2 separate regions of the Gossypium hirsutum genome follow, and region 2 is linked to region 1. The links are chromatin contacts, called in public Hi-C maps. All regions are on one chromosome and are shown on one strand. Each heading gives the region's core, a stretch centred on a gene start, on an enhancer-like site or on the middle of the called end of the contact. The rest is flanking DNA. Distances are from core to core; before and after follow the strand shown. Region 1 holds the start of LOC107961976 (glucose-6-phosphate/phosphate translocator 2, chloroplastic). Region 2 holds the start of LOC107961978 (beta-glucosidase 46).

Region 1 (2,626 bases), core at 32-2,531:
TTGATATCATAGCCCCCATGAAACCTGAAACACAATCACAATGCAAAGCTCAAATTTGTATCATAGAAAAGAGAGAAAAGAGGTTAATTCAATCAGGCTTGCTTTCTTCTTACCAGTCATGTTAAAATTGAGCTCAGTCAAAGCTGAAAGTGCACAACCTCCAATAATTGGTACAAGGGACAAGTAAACTGGCATTGGAAATGAGTCCCCTAACAAAAATCTTGAAACCAAAACGCTGAATGCAGGTTCACTACTCTTGATGATATGTGTGAATGAAACAGGGACCTTTGACATGCTCACAGTTGCTGCTACATGCCCAATTGTATGTGCCACCGCAACCTAAAACATGCAAACCCATCAATAAATTTCTTAACATGTTCAAAAAAGTCTCTATTCTTGCGAAGTGGTTAAAACGTAGAAAAACTTACAGGGAAAAGGGTCTTCCAAAACTCAAAGTCGGTTTTAGGAGCATCAGCAACTCTAGTGGCCCAAGATATGAGCATCAGTAAAGAGCCAGCAGCCAAAGATAGGGTAGAGGTCAGCCAAGGGAAAGGGAAAGCATTGAGAACCTTCTTGTTATATATGTTGAAAACTACATTCAAAGCCCACCAAGTAGCAAAGTAAATCCCAATCTTAATCCTTTTAGCTGCTTCCAATCTCGCATCCTCGTCAGGTAACTCAATATTTATGTCCAGAGGCCTAGACCTGTCGGCTTCATAGGCCTGGCACTCAGTTTTCCTCTGCTGGGTGTTTTTCGGGATTGCAAGATTGTCAATGGAGGCAACATGTAGCGGTTTTTGAGAAGAGAAAGACTGGGTGGGGAAGGCACTGTGGAGGCTCTTGATAATGGGTAATGGAGAGAATTGTGGTGTGGGGATTGAACGTCTCTTGGGTAAGAAACCTGTGGAAGTGAAAGAAGATGGGGAGAGCTTAATTGAAGAGAGCATGGTGCTTTAGTATGTTTTTCAAAGAGAATGTGAGTTTAACAGTGAGAGGAACGTGATATTTGTAGGAAAATCTGGAAGTTTGATAGATGTAAAGAGTCTCAGAGAGAAGCAAAGAAAGGTTGTGGTTTGGTTTGGTTTGGGGTGAAAAGAAGGGCAAAGCAGAGAGGGGAATTTATAGGAAAGTGAAGAGCAGAGGAAGGAAGAAGACGCCTCCAAGATGAGGCGGTACTGTTGATTTTTCTTCGCTTGCAGAGTTGGACATGCTTACTCGGTTTTAGATTGTTTGTTTGTTTGGTTTTTTTTTTTTTTACTAAAATATCCTTCTCCTTTGTTTTTCTTAACCTTATTCAGTTCTCCCATTATGAAAAATGAAATTTCAATCATACAAAATTAATAGTTTGAGGATGTTTACTCTAAAATTAAATTTAAGTCAAATTATTTACCTCTAAATAATTCAAGCTTAAATTATATCAATATATAGTCTAAATTAATGCAAACTTAAAAGGATAAGAATTTAAAAAACTCGAATAACTTCAACTTTTGACAATTATTTAAAATAATTGTTAGAATCGACTCGATTAAATAACAAGTAAAAAAAATAGAGGAATAAATTAAGAAATTAAACACACAAATTTAACGTGAAAAAACACCTCCAAAGTGGATAAAAAATCACAGATAAAGATAATTTTACTATAATGGCAAAAGAACAAAGAGTACAAAAGATGAAAATAAAGACTAAACCTCGAAAACCCGAAAACAAAGAACCCTCAAAACGTAAACACAAGATTCTCTAAATGTGTTATGAGTTCTAATATCTATTAAGTGTGTATTTCTAAGATTGTAAAAGAGTCGATTTATACGCTAAATTTATAGGTCAAATAATAATAAAATAATCTAAACTAATCAGTATTTGATTGAAACAAGTAAACAGAGTTTAACTAAAAAATTATTTTTTAAATTTGACTGAAAATAGGAGTCATATTTAACGAGAGTAATTTGAAATTTCTAATGAATAAGTGCATGTTTGCAAATTGGACTTCCAACTTTGTTTTCTTTGATATCACCCATTATTTCTCTTAACCATTGTCAAGCTGCAAATTTTAGAACATGGGAAAACAGTAGTCAAACTTGCATGAACTTTCCTTTGTATTTCTTGAATAATGCTTAAATTAAGGTTCCAAATTCCACCTACAACTAAATTGAATTTCCTTAAACAAATTTTCAGCCACCTAAAAATATGGAACGTTCTTTTCTTTGATATTTTCCCACCAATAATATCATAGTGGACAGTGTTTATATTATTATATGTCTTCAGCACTGTGTAGCCATACCAAATGACCAATTATAGTTGATGGCAACAGCCCATAACATTGGTCTCAATTCTTCACCGCTAATTTTCTTGCAGCAACTGAGCACCCCCATTATTGAACATGTAAAGACAATCCCAAGCAATAAAAATCTGGACCCAAAAAGACACCTGTCAATCTGCATGTGTTTTTGATCGTTAAACCTTTTTTCTTTTTTCCTTTTTTTCATGCTATATTATTTGGACGGATCAAAATTTTCTAACTCTTAAAATGGTGGGAAAATATTATATATATATATCAGTTTGATTGATTGGCGGCTGGTGCAAGATGTAAATTTAGGTGTAGCAGTTGGAACAGCATTCGATGGTGCAA
Region 2 (2,626 bases), core at 36-2,535, 240 kb before region 1:
GAACGATAGAAGACTTGGGAATTGTATGTTGGCCATGCAAGAAAATAAATATTTTTTGAGTTCATTAAAATTTATTTGATTTAATTTTTAATATTTTGTAATGAATTTTAAATAAAAATAAAATTAAAAGTAATACAATATAATAATTTGAAGAAAGAAGAAAATTATTTGAAAAAAATTAAAGGAAAAAAATTATAACTACCTCAATTAGATTTTTTTTTACAATTAAGAAAAAAACAAAATTGAAAATTTTCAATTCGGTTTATTCGATTTTACTCATTAGGTTGGTTCGATTTATTCGACTTACATGGATAATTCAATTTATTTGATTTTTGGTATAAAAAAATCAAACCATTTGAATTGATTGAAATTACACCTCTACCTTTAAATGTTTGACGAAAGGGTGATATGATAGTTAAAAAATATATAATAATAATAATACATAAAATTAGTGATTTTATCGATTTTTGAACCACTATATTACCTTCGAGTTAAACACTTAACGGCACTAAATGGAAATGGATAACAAATCTAGTTTAGTTAAGTGACAGAAAAAAAAAAAACAGACCCATAGTTGGGTGACCTATGGAGAAATTTACCCTTTTAAAAGAATTGAGGGGTGAACCTCAGCTAATTGGAAAAGAACGAAACGCGGTGCAGAAGGCTACATGGATGTGAAGTAAGCTTACCAAATAGCGATGATAATGATCCACTGCTACGTCTCCATTGCTTCCGTCGATGACCTTTCCTGCAATAAATTATTTGTTGTTGTTGAATATGGGGATATCATTTTAAACAAAAAGCAAGTTTGAAGGAATTCGATGTTGAATTATGACCTGGTCTGTGGGTTTAAACATCCCAATTGTTCAAACCTTTCCCATCACTCAAGTAACCACCTTCATACTGCCCAAAATGAACAGACCATTCATTACATCTGCTTGTTTTCAATAGGATAAAAAAATTGAAAGAATGGTGGTGAAGCAAACCTCGTAAGCAGAGGAGGCCGTTCCAAAGAGAAAGTTCGGAGGAAATGAAGATGGATTGTTATTATTACCATTACCCAAGCTTTGTTTCAGCGTTAACAGCTCCGGTGAAACCGGAAGTGGCAATAACACGAACATCTGGAAGGCAAAGAAAAGAATGCAAAGCGTGGAGAATCCAATATACCAAATCTGCTGCTATGACCAAACACAAGAGATGCAGGATATGGAGAAGAGAAGATGAAAATGTTGGTTGCATGCCGTCCTTGACCATGACAAATAAATAATGGAGTTTGTACCGTATACCAACTGGAGGGTTGAATTGTAAAAGTATTATAATGTTTGATCTTTCATTGATTAATCAACTATTTTAAATTAAAGAAAGGTTTTAAAATTCCGAACTCTGAATTCATCAACATTGAATCTATCTTCTTGATGATTTAATTTGGTTGTATGAACAGTGTAGCCAAACAAAGTTTCAAGACCCACAAATCATAAAAATATTATTCAAAAGGTTTTTTTTTTAAATTTGGCCTTCGAATTATGTAGTTTTTTCGTTTTGGTATTTAAACTTTTTTATTTCAAATTGGTACTTAAATTGTCATTCTGTTACCCAGTTCAGTCATTTTCTTAACAATGTTAAAAAAAAATTACCACATGACATCAATTAGAATGAGTCGCGTGGCACCTTTCAACCAATTAGAATGTGCCATGTAGTACTTATATTTATTTAAAATAAAAGCATTTACCCACCATTGACAAGATGTTGCCGACCTTGATTGTCCATGTCAAGGGCAAAGTCAGAAAAATAATTTAGGGAGGACCAAAATTAAATTATAATTTTTATGATAGTGAAAAATATAATTTCACCATTTTAATAGCCTATATACCCCTAGCTACGCCCCTGGTCCACGTGGCGCTACTAGAACATGACACATCAAAATATTATTTAAAAATTAAAAAATTCTAAATTCTAAAAATGCAAAAAATAATAGATATATTTTGAAAATTTTAAAAAACTCTAAAGTCATTCTTTAAACAATTTATGATATATTTTAAATTTTTATATAATATTATATATTTGTATTTATATATTCTAGAATTTTTTTACCTTTCAATTTTTTTAAATTATTTATATATTATTTATGATTTTATTTAATTTCTAATCAATATTATATATAATATTAATAAACAAACCAAAGTACCATATGGCACATTCTTATTGGTTGAAAGGTGTCAGTGACAACTGATTTTTTTAACACCGTTTAGAAAAAAAGTTGAAGAAGATAACGGAATAATAGTTTATGTATTAATCTAGGACAAAAAAAATTTAAATACATAATTGGGAAAATATGCCTACTTCGAGGCTTAATAATATATGATTTCTTGAGAATGTACTATAGAGGCCTCTATATTAAGAATCGAATTGTATTTTTCTCCGTTTTCAAAAAATAAGTAAATTAATTTTTGTATGTTAAATTAAAGAGCAAATTAGACATGATATTAAAAATTTAATTAATTTTTATAGTTTAAAATTAATTTTTATACATTAACATGAGATATACGTAAAATGTTAAATAATAATAAAAATAGATAAAAATTTTAAGTCGAAAAAGTAATTTACTATTTAATTTTATGTGTAATAA

What was found. A called contact is a pair of places that touch in the nucleus more often than the background predicts.
Region 2: a Hi-C map of leaf shows a contact between it and region 1, with 2.1 times the contacts expected there. The contact joins the promoter of LOC107961978 here to the promoter of LOC107961976 in region 1. A contact is called at or near these places in 3 of 34 Hi-C or Micro-C datasets (fibers and leaf).

Annotation. Positions count from the first base shown.
Region 1 is chrA06:116,200,709-116,203,334 of Gossypium_hirsutum_v2.1, reverse strand. It overlaps LOC107961976 (glucose-6-phosphate/phosphate translocator 2, chloroplastic), which reads right to left and starts at 1,281. Exons shown (of 5, transcript XM_016898171.2): 1 at 429-1,281; 2 at 114-339; 3 at 1-24. The coding sequence starts at 947.
Region 2 is chrA06:116,438,174-116,440,799 of Gossypium_hirsutum_v2.1, reverse strand. It overlaps LOC107961978 (beta-glucosidase 46), which reads right to left and starts at 1,285. Exons shown (of 12, transcript XM_016898174.2): 1 at 987-1,285; 2 at 837-903; 3 at 690-748.